Regions from separate parts of the Mus musculus genome. Here all the other regions are linked to region 5. A link is a contact called in public Micro-C data. All regions are on one chromosome and are shown on one strand. Each heading gives the region's core, a stretch centred on a gene start, on an enhancer-like site or on the middle of the called end of the contact. The rest is flanking DNA. Distances are from core to core; before and after follow the strand shown.

The links. A called contact is a pair of places that touch in the nucleus more often than the background predicts.
Region 1: a contact with region 5 is called in a Micro-C map of embryonic stem cells, with 2.1 times the contacts expected there. The contact joins the promoter of Yipf1 here to the promoter of Lrp8 in region 5.
Region 2: a Micro-C map of embryonic stem cells shows a contact between it and region 5, with 4 times the contacts expected there. The contact joins the promoter of Zyg11a here to the promoter of Lrp8 in region 5. A contact is called at or near these places in 5 of 39 promoter capture datasets (cranial neural crest, frontonasal cranial neural crest, hippocampal neurons and 2 more) and 2 of 484 Hi-C or Micro-C datasets (both in embryonic stem cells).
Region 3: a Micro-C map of embryonic stem cells shows a contact between it and region 5, with 2.1 times the contacts expected there. The contact joins the promoter of Scp2 here to the promoter of Lrp8 in region 5. A contact is called at or near these places in 1 of 15 datasets of contacts at CTCF or cohesin (the NIH/3T3 cell line) and 1 of 484 Hi-C or Micro-C datasets (embryonic stem cells).
Region 4: a Micro-C map of embryonic stem cells shows a contact between it and region 5, with 5 times the contacts expected there. The contact joins the promoter of Glis1 here to the promoter of Lrp8 in region 5. A contact is called at or near these places in 6 of 39 promoter capture datasets (the SN4741 cell line, cranial neural crest, embryonic stem cells and 1 more), 1 of 15 datasets of contacts at CTCF or cohesin (the NIH/3T3 cell line), 3 of 484 Hi-C or Micro-C datasets (all in embryonic stem cells) and 4 of 115 datasets of contacts at active chromatin or transcription factors (astrocytes, embryonic stem cells, epiblast stem cells and 1 more).

What each region holds. Positions count from the first base shown.
Region 1 is chr4:107,313,028-107,315,727 of GRCm38.p6, reverse strand. Yipf1 (Yip1 domain family, member 1) reads right to left here and starts at 1,365. Exons shown (of 10, transcript NM_145550.3): 1 at 1,266-1,365.
Region 2 is chr4:108,216,741-108,219,440 of GRCm38.p6, reverse strand. It overlaps Zyg11a (zyg-11 family member A, cell cycle regulator), which reads left to right and starts at 1,398. Exons shown (of 14, transcript NM_001167936.3): 1 at 1,398-1,608. The coding sequence starts at 1,519.
Region 3 is chr4:108,117,117-108,119,816 of GRCm38.p6, reverse strand. Scp2 (sterol carrier protein 2, liver) reads left to right here and starts at 1,270. Exons shown (of 16, transcript NM_011327.4): 1 at 1,270-1,438. The coding sequence starts at 1,370.
Region 4 is chr4:107,433,394-107,436,093 of GRCm38.p6, reverse strand. It overlaps Glis1 (GLIS family zinc finger 1), which reads right to left and starts at 1,375. Exons shown (of 11, transcript NM_147221.2): 1 at 1,197-1,375; 2 at 157-454. The coding sequence starts at 412. Gm46866 (Holliday junction resolvase MOC1, chloroplastic-like) reads left to right here and starts at 839. Exons shown (of 2, transcript XM_030253946.1): 1 at 839-1,814; 2 at 2,013-2,317. The coding sequence starts at 1,029. The coding sequence ends at 1,661.
Region 5 is chr4:107,800,984-107,803,683 of GRCm38.p6, reverse strand. Lrp8 (low density lipoprotein receptor-related protein 8, apolipoprotein e receptor) reads right to left here and starts at 1,425. Exons shown (of 20, transcript NM_053073.3): 1 at 1,166-1,425; 2 at 314-433. The coding sequence starts at 1,271. Lrp8os3 (low density lipoprotein receptor-related protein 8, apolipoprotein e receptor, opposite strand 3) reads left to right here and starts at 1,620. Exons shown (of 2, transcript NR_168096.1): 1 at 1,620-1,920.

The DNA of each region.
Region 1 (2,700 bases), core at 116-2,615, 490 kb after region 5:
AACACTCTGCAAAAAGAATTCATAGTAAAAGAATTTTGAGAGCCAGCTGTAGTGGTAGTGCATGCCTTTAACCTCAACACTGTGGAGGCACATCTCTGTGAGTTTAAGGGTGGCCTGCCCCACATAGTGGGTCAGAAACTAAAAATGATTACTACCATCTCTTTATCTTCTGTGGCTATGGGATTCAGTTCTTTCCTTCTACCTTAGGGACCCAGAATGGGACTAGGACCATGCTTGGGGACAGCCACCTTTACCTGCTGAGCAATCCCTCCCCCCCACACACACACTTGCCTACTCTTTCAACGGGGACTGATAGTTTATATAACTATCACAGGTCATACAACTTGATATTTATATTAATATAGCTCAGGAAGAGAGTTGGTATAGAGCTGAGCAGCCTCTCGGAGTTAAAGAAGAGGAGTGAGCTGGAGAATAAGGGAACTGCACCTGGGAATAGAGTATGTGACGGGTGAGAACTGAACACAGGAGAGTCGAGAAGCACTCAGGACTCTGTGAGTGGATGTCCAGCCCAGCCTGTGATCAGGACATCTGTGAGCGGAATCCACCCAGTGCAGGGAAGAACCATCCAGAGCGACACTGGACAGCCTACAGAGGAACCGAAAGCTGGTGTGGTAGCTCATTTGAATGTTTGCCTAGCAAGTACAAAGTCCTGGGTTCAATACTCAGGACCTACAAAATCTGGTGCATGCCGGCGATCCCAGCACCTAGGAGACGGAGGCAGGAGACTGAGTAAGTTTAAGGTTATCCTAGACTATCTGGTGAGCTCGGAGACCATGAGTTAGAAGAGTGTCCTATCAACAAAAAGAGACTGGCTGCGGGGGACACTCGCTGCCGCGTGAATGTTTAGGGGCCAGATGCAGCCTGGAGATGGAAGAAAATGGAAGGGGAGCCTAGGGTTTGGGAGAGGTGGTGGGGAAAGCATTCCAGTGCAGCCGGCTTAAGGTCCCAGACAGACCTGGGTTTGAGTCCCGATTCTGTTGTTTCTCTGCTGTGTGTGCGCTCCTTGAGGCTCCCCATCTGTAAAATGGGTTCGTGAAGGTGTCTAAACCATTCTATAAGGTAGTGCGTGTAAGGAGCTTAGCGAAGAGCCAGGCAATTAGTAGCTCTTAACTGTTAGCGACCCTGCAGTCAGGGATCTAGGGATGCACAGACAGGGTTTGGGTGGTGGTGGGGGATGCTTGAGCAACAGAGGACAGGGAGGGTAGGAGATTCCCCAACTGACCCAGAAGCCCTGACGCCCTCACCTCTCAGGAAGAGGTCCAACTGTCCAGGAAAGGTTGGGGCCTGGGATGCTCTGCACTGGTAGCCGGTCAGTCCAATCCCGGAAGCCGGAGATCCGGGGGAGGGTGTTAGATTTCTCCGCCTCCTCCGGGCAGAGCACCGCCTCCTCTCTTAAAGCAAACGCGGTCACCCAGCGAAGACTCGGAAAACGCGGAAGACACCGGAGCGCCAAGTAACTCGGTGCTGAGTCCCGCCCTCTCGGTGGTCTTAAAGAGACAGGCGAAGTGGGGCGAATTCTCAGGAGTTCGGGAGTGTTTTACTCATTGTTTATACGTTTTACTTATGCAAAGAGAAAAATGAAAAAGAAAAAGAAAATAGGTCACCAGTTCCTGGTTTCTCTGGCCATGAAAACTTAACCAGCGAGGAAGGCACCATAGCAGATGGCTTGTGAATCAAAGAAGTTCTTTTGTCACTGTTCACAGAGGGCTGGCCCCTCAGCTGTACCACCTAGGTGTCTGACAGTCACCTCGAAAACAGCAGGACTTAACAACATTGGCATAGTCTGGCAAGCGACCTTGTGGTTTGCTTCCTACCTGGACCTCCAGGCTTGGAAAACTGTCTCCCCCTGCCCATAGGGGATGCTATCGTCTCCTCTGGGACTCCTGTTGCTCTGCTAATCCCCTGGGCTTCACCCTGCTTTGGCAATGCTTGCCTGAATTCTGTTTGCTTATCTTTGCCAGCCTGTGAACACTGAGAACAAAAAGATCCGGAATGGTTCTAGTCTCCGGGTGGCCAGTACCAGCCAAGGCAGTAGCATACAATTACTGTTCACAGTATTCTATCACGGACTGAAAGGGTCCCTAGACAGTTTTTGCTGTCTGGGAGGGAGCAGTGTAAACAGCAGACACTTGATTCACAGCTCATACAAGGAGACCAGTGTCTTTAGCTTCACCTGCAGGGTACTTCCAATTTGACTTCTAACATACTCTGAATATCAGTCATGATTGATAATGTTTTTTTTTCTTTTTAAAAAAAGAGTTGCTTATTTATTTTATGTATGTGAGTATGCCACTGTCTTCAGACACACCCCAGAAGAGGGCATTAGATCCCATTACAGATGGTTGTGAGCCACCATGTGGTTGCTGGGAATTGAACTCTGGATCTCTGGAAGAGCAGTCAGTGCTCCACTGAGCCGTCTCTCCAGATAATGTTTTCCTAACTGGCAAGCTGTCAGGTGTAATAACACACATTAGTTAATATAATTCATATGGAGGGGCTTTGTCTATGCAGGACCTCCAACTCTCAGAACAATGCTGCAAACCCGAGGGGGGCGCCCTTATTATATAAGGGGGTAACTGGGCTCAGAGTGCATGTGGAGCACTGTTGTTGAATGTCCGGAATGAACATCAGCTTATGAACTCAGACGTGCAAGCATGCCCAACACCTCTTCTGTCTCAC
Region 2 (2,700 bases), core at 149-2,648, 420 kb before region 5:
TCTGCCTCCCTCGAGTGCTGGGATCAAAGGCCCATGCTTTCCCAGGTAAAATCCCTTCATCCTGGCTCTTACTTCTAACCTTCAGTTTCCGCAATGGCTTGTTCTCATTCCTAAAATTCTGTTCTTGCAGTGTGCGGAGTGAGTGGTCTAACAGCCACGCCCCCACATGGCTAGCAGCCACGCCCCCGCATCGCTAGCTTTGTAGTTACTTTCAAGGACAGCTGTATACAACTCACCTTGCACCTTGGGAGGTGGAAGTGGAAGAATCAGTTCAAGGTCATCTTCAGCTATAATGCAAATTCCAGGCTGGTGAACAAGAAAACAGACCGCTGAGGGAAGCGTAGCCTGGTCCTTTGTTCTTGAAAACTAATTTTAACATTTGAATTCCTTCATCTAGCACGAGCCTGGGAAGTGCCTGAGTACAAACCTTATCTTTAGCAATCCTGGTTTCTGCCTGTGTGCTCTCACCTGATCTTACATGTAGTTGATAAAAATTAGGCTTCAGATACCCCCAGCAATCCAAGAGATTGGGCTCTCTGTCTCTGCCTTTCACCTGTCTGTCTAGGTCTCTTAACAGCATTGGCCTGGATCCGAGCAATAGTTGTATGTTAAATAAGATGGTCTTAAAGTAATGGGGGCTGAGGTTAGTTTCAAACTAGTTTTCAGAAGAAAACCTTCAACCTTTGATCCTGTTTCCACTTCCCTGTGCTCTTATAAAAATAGGTGCTGTGTTTTGTTTTTGAAATTTTATTGTGTGTGCGTGTCGTGTGTGTAAGCAGACGTTAACACTGCACTCTGTCCCCTTCCAACCAGGTTAGCAGCCTCTAGAAATATTTTGTACCGTTAATCCTCATCAAGGAGTCAAAACGTGACTGGTATCTGGGGCAAAGCCTTTGAAAATGCTTTTTAATTTGTTTAAAGCACTTAAAAATCTGGCACGTGGTAGAGCCCTGGCCTACAATGCGCTCTAGATTCCTTATCTAACTCAAAAAAAAAAAAAAAAAAAAAAATCAAGCCCTGGTGGGTGGCTACTTCTTTAATACCAGTACTTTGGAGGCAGAGGCCGGTGGACGTCTATGAACTTGGAGTTCTAGGACCAGCCAGGGCTACACAGAGAAACCTTATTTCAAAACCAAAACCAACCAAACAAAAAACAAACAAACAAAAAAACACCCCCCCCCCACAAAATACCCCCCCATAAAAAGAAGAAACAAAATAAAAATGTACAATGAGGAACGCTGTGCGTGCTATGCGAACGCCCTCGGCAGCGTGGGTCTCAGGGCGCTCGGCCTCCGAGGAGTGAATAGGAGTTGGGTGGCTGAGGCTGGAGAGCGAGGACCATTGGGCGTGCGGCGGGGGCGGGGTCGCGGCGGACCTGTGCGCGGCGTGGGGCGGCCATTCAAACGCCGGCCGACCTTCCTGAGCTCTCCTCCCGTGCCGGGCGACCTTCCTGCGCTCTCCTCCGGGGCGCCGGGGCGCGACGTCGGCGGCCGGGCTCGCGTGGGCGGCGTCGGCGTCATGGTCCATTTCTTGCATCCGTTGCTGTGGCCGCGGGCCCTCGTCCTGCCCGACGCCCAGCAGGACGCGCAGGGCCACTGCTTGGTGCAGGTGAGTGTGGCCGCCGTCCGGGCTCCGGGGCGTCCGCCCGTCGTGCAGCGCGGCCCGCGGGCGGGCGGGCTGGTGCGGGGCGGCCTCCTCCGGGCGGGCGGGCGGGCGGCGAGTTGGGCGTGACGGTTCCCTGGAAGTCGCCGGCAGGCCGGCCCGGGCTCCGGGCTCCAGGCTCCGTGGACGCCGCGTCCAGCCCTCGCGGGGTTCCTGTTCGCTGCGCTGCTGAGGAAGGCGCCCGAGTTCGAACCCCAGCCATACTGAGCCCCCCGCTGCGCGCAGGCGCCACCCCCTCAGGCTAGCCCCGCTCCTCTCCTCAGACCTCCAGCCCGCCCGGTCTCCTCAGCCCGCTCCCTTCAGATGGCCTCACCTCAGCAAGCACAGACCCGCCCCTCTCCTCAGGGCCCCGAGCCGCCTCCTCTTAGCGCCCCACGCAGCGGCTCCCCTAAGTCGCCCACCCACCTGCCCCAGGAACCGAGTGCGGAAGGCGGCGAGCCCGAGGGTGACTGGGTCTACACTAGAACTTAGTGATCTTGGATGCTCAGTACCTGGCGGGGGTGGGGTGGGGGACAGCGAAAAATACACCGGTGACAGGCAGATGTGGGTGCTGGGAACAGAGTTTCGGCCTCTAGAAGAACCCTGTGCCCTCTTTTAACCTCTGAGCCATCTCCTTAGCCCCTATTTTAATTTTATTCTGGAAATAAAATTCCACCCAAGATCAGGCTGGTCTGGAACTCACTAAGTAACTCAGGCTGGCCTTGCATTCTCAACAATACTGGGGTTACAATTACAAGCAAGTGACAGGGGACCCAGCTTCTTTCTGCTTGTCCCTGCTTACAAGACAAGCGTCTTACCAAGTGAGCTACTCCTCGGGCCTTGCAGGTTTTAACTCATATGCCTATGTATTTTTTGGGAGTTAATAAAGTTAGTTCTTTGTATATCTCCATATTTATAAAAGGAGACAACATTTGCTGAGCCATGGTGGGACACGTCTTTAATCCCAGCACTCAGGAGTTAGTTTGAGGCCAACCTAGTCTACAGAGTGAGTTCCAGGAAGCCAAAGCTACACAGAGAAACTGTCCAAAGTGGAAAAAA
Region 3 (2,700 bases), core at 21-2,520, 320 kb before region 5:
GGTCTACAGAGCAAGTTAGCCCCCCCCATGCACATTATAACTTCTTCTTCTTCTTCTTCTTTTTTTTTTTTTTTTTTTTTGAGACAGGGTCTCACTTTGCAGATGATTCCAGGCTGGACTTGAATTTGTTTTGAGGCATGTCCACCAGAGAACAGCACACAGACAGTCTGTTTTTTTTTTTTTTTTTAAGATTTATTTATTATTATACATAAGTGCACTGTAGCTGTCTTCAGACACACCAGAAGAGGGCGTCAGATCTCAACTCAGGACCTTCAGAAGAGCAGTGTTCTTACCCGCTGAGCCATCTCGCCAGCTCAGACACAGAAACTCTTTTTTTTTTTCTTTTAAAGGGGATAGTAATAGAGACACAGACACTCTTTTTTTTTTTTTTTTTTTTTTAAGTTTAGGGGATAGTAATATATACCTTTTTTTCCTATTTATTTATTTATTTATTTATTTATGACTGTAGCTGTCTTCAGACACCCCAGAAGAGGGCATCAGATCGCATTTCGGATGGTTGTGAACCACCACGTGGTTGCTGGGATTTGAACTCAGTACCTTTAAGAACAGTCAGTGCTCTTAACCGCTGAGCCATCTTTCCAGCCCGACACAGACACTCTTAAGGCTGAGAACAAACTTCGTATTGATGGCTCCTGGCTACAGAGGATACTTGTCCAATCATGGAAACCCACATTCTGGTTGGCACACTTCAATTAGCAAGAAACAGAACTACGGAAGCCAAAACGTAAGGTTACCACATTTAGAGACTTTCCTGTTTCCTGGAACTATGGACCAGGTCTTTGATGGATTTTGGTCTTTGTACCATTTTTGGCAGAGATCTGCCTGCCTCTTCCTCTCGTGTGGAGATATTAAAGGTGTGAACCACTAAGCCCTGATCTGACTTAATTTTTAAAAAACATCTTATCCGCACATAGAATTCTGACTTTATTAGTGTACATCGTGCTTTTTGCTCATATACTGCGTGTTGTAACTACTCTCACACATACAGAACGTCTCTAACACTCTAGAGAATCCCCACAGGATTCTGAGTTTCCTCTGAGGCCAGAGCTTCCATTTTAGGCCTTCCCTCTCTCACTGTAAAAAGAGGAAGCACAGAAACCGAGGCCTCCTTGAGAAACTTTGCCTGAGTCTAACACAGTAGGTCAAAAGAACCCATAAAGGACTTGGCTCTAGGATCGCCACGCATGCGTACATCCTCTACCCTGCCTCCTCCGGTCGGTTCCCGTAACTCGGCCCCGCCCCTGACGCTGCGGCCCCGCCCCCGACGCCTGGGGTTGGGATAATCGGACCCGACCCGGCTTTGGTTCTGCAAAGCCTCAGTCTGTAGGAGACCTTCGCTGCTGGAGCCATGCCTTCTGTCGCTTTGAAATCTCCGCGCCTGCGCCGGGTGTTCGTGGTCGGCGTTGGCATGACCAAGGTAAACAGAGTTGTGAGCAGCGAGAGATCTGCCTCTGTTATTCCCCGCAGTCCGAGGCGACAGGGAAGCGCGGCAAGGGGACGGTCACAGTCTGCGCTGCTGTCCCTCTGACCTTTCCCTCCAGAGAGGCGACCTGAGGGTGTATGATGCTGTCACTAGGGTCTCAGTATCTTGGGCTTGTTCTCTCAGTCATTTTTTTTTTTTTTAAAGATTTATTTATTTATTATATGTAAGTACATGTAAGTAAGTACATTGTAGCTGTCCTCAGATACTCCAGAAGAGGGCATCAGATTTCGTTACGGATGGTTGTGAGCCACCATGTGGTTGCTGGGATTTGAACTCCGGACCTTCGGAAAAGCAGTCGGTGCTCTTAACCACTGAGCCATCTCGCCAGCCCCTCTCAGTCATTTTTTTATTCGCCTTCCTGTTTGCTTATTCTAGCTTTTTAGTCTGTGAAGGAGCCCCCAACACAGCACAAATCTCACACTTCCTTAGATTCTAAATCCCGAGTAGGCCGGCCGGGTGGTTCACATCTCTAGTATGAGCTTTAGGAGATGCAGCCAGGAGAACTGCTGCGAGTCTGAATCATATCAAGACCTTGTTTCACAAAACAAAGCAAACCAAACCGACAAACAAAACAAAACAAACAAACATGTGGTTGCTGGGATTTGAACCCAGGACTTTCAGAAGAGCAGTCAGTTCTCTTACCCGTTGAGCCATCTCGCCAGCCCTATCTTGTCTTTCTTACCTCTAGAGCCTTGAGCTTAGCTCTAATTTACTTTGATGCACTGGGATTCTTTGTTCAGATGACTATATTCTCCTAATGTATTGCTACAGGGTGGGTACCACAATTATTTACTGCTGTATCACTCACAGTGATAAATCACTCGTGCCTAATGACAGTGAATGTTAGATGATTGATATTAAATGGATTTACTGGTGAAAGAGTTACTGTGAAGAATCTTTTTGTACTGTAAAAAAAAAAAACAAAACCCAAATTTTACATTATCTTAGTAACAGGTGAAAACAAATAATTTATTCAAAACATGTAAATAGAAAAGTTGACTAATATGTTCTAAAACTTAAAGGGCATCCCACTGTTTCTCAGAGGGGGAGCTTCTCATATAGTAAGTAGGTGGGCAGTAAAACTTTCCAGAATATTCTCTAGATTTTTTTTTAAAAAAGTATCTTATATGGCCCTGGCTGGCTTTAAACTTCTGATTCAGTCTCTCAAACTGCCCCCCCCCCTCTGAACCTGCAAG
Region 4 (2,700 bases), core at 126-2,625, 370 kb after region 5:
GTCCCAATCAACTACAGAGATACTGAGACATTAAGGAACTCTTAAGGAAGTTCCATGAAGTTCTAGAATCCCTACAGAGCCGGTGGCAGAGACACCGGTACCACAGACCTGACCTCAGCATGCCCGCGGTCAGCACACTGGTGCGGTGGAACTCACCCTTCCCGCTGCCGGTCTTGGACACACCATAGTCTCGAGGGCTCCGGGGCCGAAGGAGATCGTGGGCACGTGGTGGTGGCACCGGTAGCCGAGGCAGCAGGTCTAGCGGGTTCCCGTCCCCGCAGCCGCCACCACTCACAGCAATCCTGAAGGCCATGTGCGCTCCCAGGCTGACAGGCCCGCGGCCCTGGCCAGGAGCACCAGGGGCCTCCTTTGGCCTCTTGTCCGAAAGTGCCTCGGCCACCTCGCAATGCATGGCGCCGGGGCGGGGCGCACGGCTGGGGGTCGCGCCAGGCTCCTGCGGAGGGAAGAAAGCACCGAGCTTTAGAAAGCGGGAAACTCCATCCCTAGATCACAGTTTGGGCAGTCACGTTCTATTTAGTCCTGATCTCAAAAAAAAAAAAAAAGTTAGCGTCACCACACCGACCCCATTCCCTGAGCCACCTGACCCCGCGCACCGTGGTCGTCCCGCTTTCGCTGCCGTCGCCCTAGGCCCGCACGTTCCGGAGAATCCCCTGCGCCCTCCCACCCTAATCCGCTTCCACCCAGGGTCAGCCCTCTTCAGACGAATGGCAAAACTAAGACCAAGGATAGGATGGGAGTTCCCTAAAGGGACAGGGAGAGGGCAGTAAACTAGGATGGGATGGGAGTTCCTGTCCGGAATTCCCTAAAGGGACAGGGAGAGGGCAGCAGCCTGACTCCCAGAGCAGGGTCACAGGGGAGCAGGGAAAGACTCAGATGGGTCCCTGGCTGCGCACCTCTAGGTGCCCCGGGGCGGGCTGAGCAGAGCCCAGGCACTGAACACGCACCGCCGCCGGGTGCAGACGCAGAATTTCCGCGAGCCCCGCCACTAGCCAGACACCGGGCTGAGGATGAGCGCGCACGCCCACTGCGCGAGCCCACAAAGCGCACTCGAGAGCCGTAAATCCAGGAGCCCCGGCGCCCGGGAGCCCGCACAGCCAGAGTCGCCCACGCACGCCGGCTCGCACGCACACTCGCGACCCGTCGATGCGCCCTCCGAGACCAGCCATGCCACACACCCCATTCACCGGCTCACACTCCGCTCCGCCGGCAGCCGCAAGTCTCACGCCGGAGCCTCAGCATCATTTCCAGCATCATTCCCGCGAGAGCGAGGCCTCAGGGCCCCCAAATTCGCCTCGCCCCTCGGCGAGCCCCGCGCCACCCCAGAGCTCCCGGATTCGGACGCCACTGGGTCCCCGGCGCCGGCCGCGCCCCTTCTCACCTCGCCGCGGGCGCAGCGGCTCGCGGGGCACACAGCACGGCGCGCCTCCTCTGGCGCCGCAGCCCCCGCAGCCGCCGCCGCCACCGCCACGGCCGCCGCGTCCTACGGGGCGACACCCCGGGGGCGGGGCGGCCCGCTGCTGCCCACAGCCGCTCGGGCCGCGACTCTTGGGGGCTGCCGGACCAAGCCAATGGCGGCTCGAGGGCGTGCCGCTCGCCTGGGGGCCTGGGCGGGGCGGCGCGCGCCCAGGCTGAGGTTTTGACAGCGGCCGGAGCCCTGCACGCCGGCTGCCGGGACGCCGCCGGACTCTGCGGCTGCCAGAGGAGGAGGCCAGCCGAAGGCAGAGCCAGCACAACCCGGCTTCCTCTGCTCCCCGGCGGGATTCTGCTCCTCCCCGGGTCGCGTTTTCTCCCGGGTAAATGGGAATGGCGGTACCTGCTAAGCGGAGGTAACAAATACAGAAGTGCTTGACAAGTTGTTTTGGTTTTGCAGACTCTAACCAGCTCACTTCAAGTGGCACAGATTTCACTGCAAGTCATAGCAAAGCTGGCCTTTGTCATCTGAACCCAGGCCTCAGCCCACTTTCTCACTTTACTTTCGTGTTGTTTTCTAGAAAGGGTTCATCCAGACGAGAGAGGAGCTCCGCGTTCTCCTGTACCCATTCCTTGCCATGTCCTCCGCGCTCCAGGCAGCAGGGTCTCAACTGTAGGAAGAGCCCTTGATGAGGCTTCATAGTGACTAGAAGCAATGGGTCAGCCCCCATCCCTGAAGCGTGCAAAATGGGGTGTTCGTTCATGTCTCTGACCGATTTTCTGGGGTCTACTGAAGGATCTAGGGTAGCCCCAAAATGTCTCTGCATGCTGTCAACATCTCCCACTATGCACAAAATGTTTGAGAATAGAGGACCTTAGTCTTAAACTGTGGAAGTGTGTTTCTGCAACCGGCCTGGTTCACAGACTGGGGTTCCACACAGGAAGACAACCCAAGCAGTTTCCCAGCATCTTAACAAAACAAAGATTTTTTTTTTCCAGTCACAAAAAGTTAAGATTTGCCAGGCATGCTGGCACACGCCTTTAATCCCAGCAGGCGGATTTCTGAGTTCGAGGCCAGCCTGGTCTACAAAGTGAGTTCCAGGACAGCCAGGGCTATACAGAGAAACCCTGTCTCGGAAGAAAAAAAAAAGTTTTTTAAAAAAAGATTTAATTTCCTATACCTTATTTGTTTGGAGACTTAGAAACAGCAGAAGGAATTGGAAGTACCTTGACATTTTACTTAACACCACCCCCACATTCATGGCCAGA
Region 5 (2,700 bases), core at 176-2,675:
GCTGCGTGGAACTTTGAAGTGCGCGCTCCCAGTGAGGCCCAGATTGGGGATCCGATCCATAGAGCTAAGAGGTGTGCAGGGGCTGCCGCGTCCACGCCCACAGTCTCGGGCTAGTAGCTTCAGCAAGCCGCGCTGGGCTCCACCCTAAGCAGGACACGCCTGCCACCCAGCTCCCGCCGACAGCTGAGCCACCCATCCCAGAACAAGGCCGCCAGCCTGGGGCAGGTGGCCCCATGACGGATGCAGCCACGTGCGCAGCGGAGCATGATCCCCCCCCCCCCCCGTTTCCCCTCCCCTGGTCGCCGCGACTCACGGCAGTCGTCCTCGTCGCTGTTGTCCGAGCAGTCGTTGTCCTCATCGCATCTCCACACCAAGGGAATGCAGCGCTCGTTCCGACACCGAAACTGGTCCTCTTCACACTCCTTGACTGGCCCTGCGGGGGTTGGGGGCGGTGAGCTGGGTCACTGCACAGGAGCCCGCTCCCCACCCTGCAGCCCTGGCTGCCGAGAAGTCCAGCGGGTATGGGAAAGGGGGAGATATCGGTGAGCTCTGGATCTCCAAGCACCTTAATTCCGAGAAAGGACAGGATGCCACGGGTCCTCCACTGCAGGACCGACTGATGGCACAGCGAGACCCGACAAGCGCTTAACGGCCCGTGGCTATACCCCGCCTTCAGACACATTCACCCTTACACACAACGCCAAGTCAGGTCCACACAAACCTAGTCTGCGGGAAGCCCCGCACACTGGCGACACGCACCCGGTGCAGGGGCTCAGTCCCTTCACAACCTGTCAGTCTCCTCGGCCCACAGGGGTCCCCGGAAACGCATTGTCAGAAAAGACTGTACCACTTCGCTCATCGCCGCTATGGAGCGCGCGTGTCAAATTAAACCAAACCCCAGACCCTGAAGGACTACCCCCCGCAAAGTTCACGGGCCGGGGGGGGGGTGCCCGGCGCCCATCCCCCATTAAGAGGGTGCCCGGAGCTGGGGTAGAGCTTCGGTAACCAAAACCGTGGGGGTAGCGGGGAGGAGGTCCAAGGCAAATCCAGGGAGCTAGGGTCCCCGGAGCCTCTCTATCGGGACCTCGCCGTACAGCAACCCCCACCGCCGGCCGCGCTTTGTTGGTTGGCGGCTGCGAGCCGGCCCGGGAAGCGCCGTACGCACCTTGGCCGCCCGGCAGCGGATCCGCTGCGGAGAGATGCTGAAGCTGCAGCAGCAGCAACAGCAACAGCGCCAGCGGCCGGAGCGCGCCCAGTTCTGGGCGGCCCATAGCGGGCCCGGGGCTCCGGCCGCCGCGCCCCGAGACCCCCGCGCCGCCGCCGCGCCTCAGCCCGCCAAGTCCTTGCCGCGGCGCCGGGGCTGCCGCTGCCGCCGCCGCCACCACCACCGCTGCCGCCCGCCCCGGCTCCCCGGCTGCATTTCAAGCAGGTTCGGTGACGCTCGGCGGCGGGGCGGGCTCAGGCTGGGCGCGCGGCCCCGGCCCTGGGCAGCCGCCGCCGGCGCGCGCGCTCCCTCCCGCCGCCGCCTCCGCCCCACGCTCCTCCCGCCGCCGCCTCTTCTCCTCCCCCGCCTGTCCTTGTCCCCTCCTCTCTCGGTCCGAGCCCCATGATCCTGCTCTGTGTGCGCGCAGGTGCTAAGAGCTGTAGACGCTAGGACGAGCCCGGCTAGGCTCTGGCCCCCCTGGTTTCCCCGTGGAGGTGGCAAGAGGGTGAGAGAAGGAGGCGTATGGAGGAGAGCCCGAGCTCGGGAGAAGGAGACTCACAAGCCGTTGCAGTGAACGCGCAGAGCGCGGGAAGGCTGAAAGCATTGCCAGGGAGAATCTAGGGGTGCTGGGCAAGACCTGTCATAGCTTCAGATTAGATGAGTCGCTTTCTGCGACCGTGTGCATCTGTGATTATCACTGTGTGATCCTGAGAGAGGTGAGTGTCTGGTGCACAGACTGTTATCCATATTCATCCTTCTCTGTTGGACCCCGCAGAGGAGCAGATCAAGGGCCCTGAAGACATGGCAAGGTAACCCTTGCTGCTGCAGAGAAGGGCAAGGACTGTGGAGGCCCAGATGTGTCATCCTTGCCGCCAGAGGCAGCACATCTAGTGTCTCTGGGCTCCACTAGCCTCTGCACAAAGAAGGCCCCTCCTCTAGCAGTGCGACCCCACCTCCCCTACTCTTCCTTGTCAGAAGGGCAACGCTTAGACTGGATTTCAGCCACCTGCCGGTGAGCCTGGCCCAGCAGCACAACAATCTCAGAGTGTGATTCTTGGGCACGGGTTGTAAACCAGGCCCGCGCGAGGGTGCCAAGGCCCAGTGTTAAATAGGCCCTCTCTCTTCAGAAAAAAAAAAAGGAAGAAAGAAAGAAAGAAAGAAAGAAAGAAAGAAAGAAAGAAAGAAAGAAAGAAAGAAAGAAAGAAAGAAAGAAAGAGAGAAAGAGAGAAAGAGAGAAAGAGAGAAAGAGAGAGAGAGAGAGAGAGAGAGAGAAAGAAAGAAAGAAAGAAAGAAAGAAAGAAAGAAAGAAAGAAAGAAAGAAAGGGAAAGAGAGAGAAAGCAAGCAAGCAATCGTGGAAGCTGTGATTCCTATGCCAAGCTGGATGGGTGCACAGCCCCGCTAGGTCAACAGTCCTCTCAGTCTCATATCTTCCCCCGCAAAGGGTAGCCCATGACAATAGCTATGGCAACCACAGACCTTGGGAAACCACAAGTGC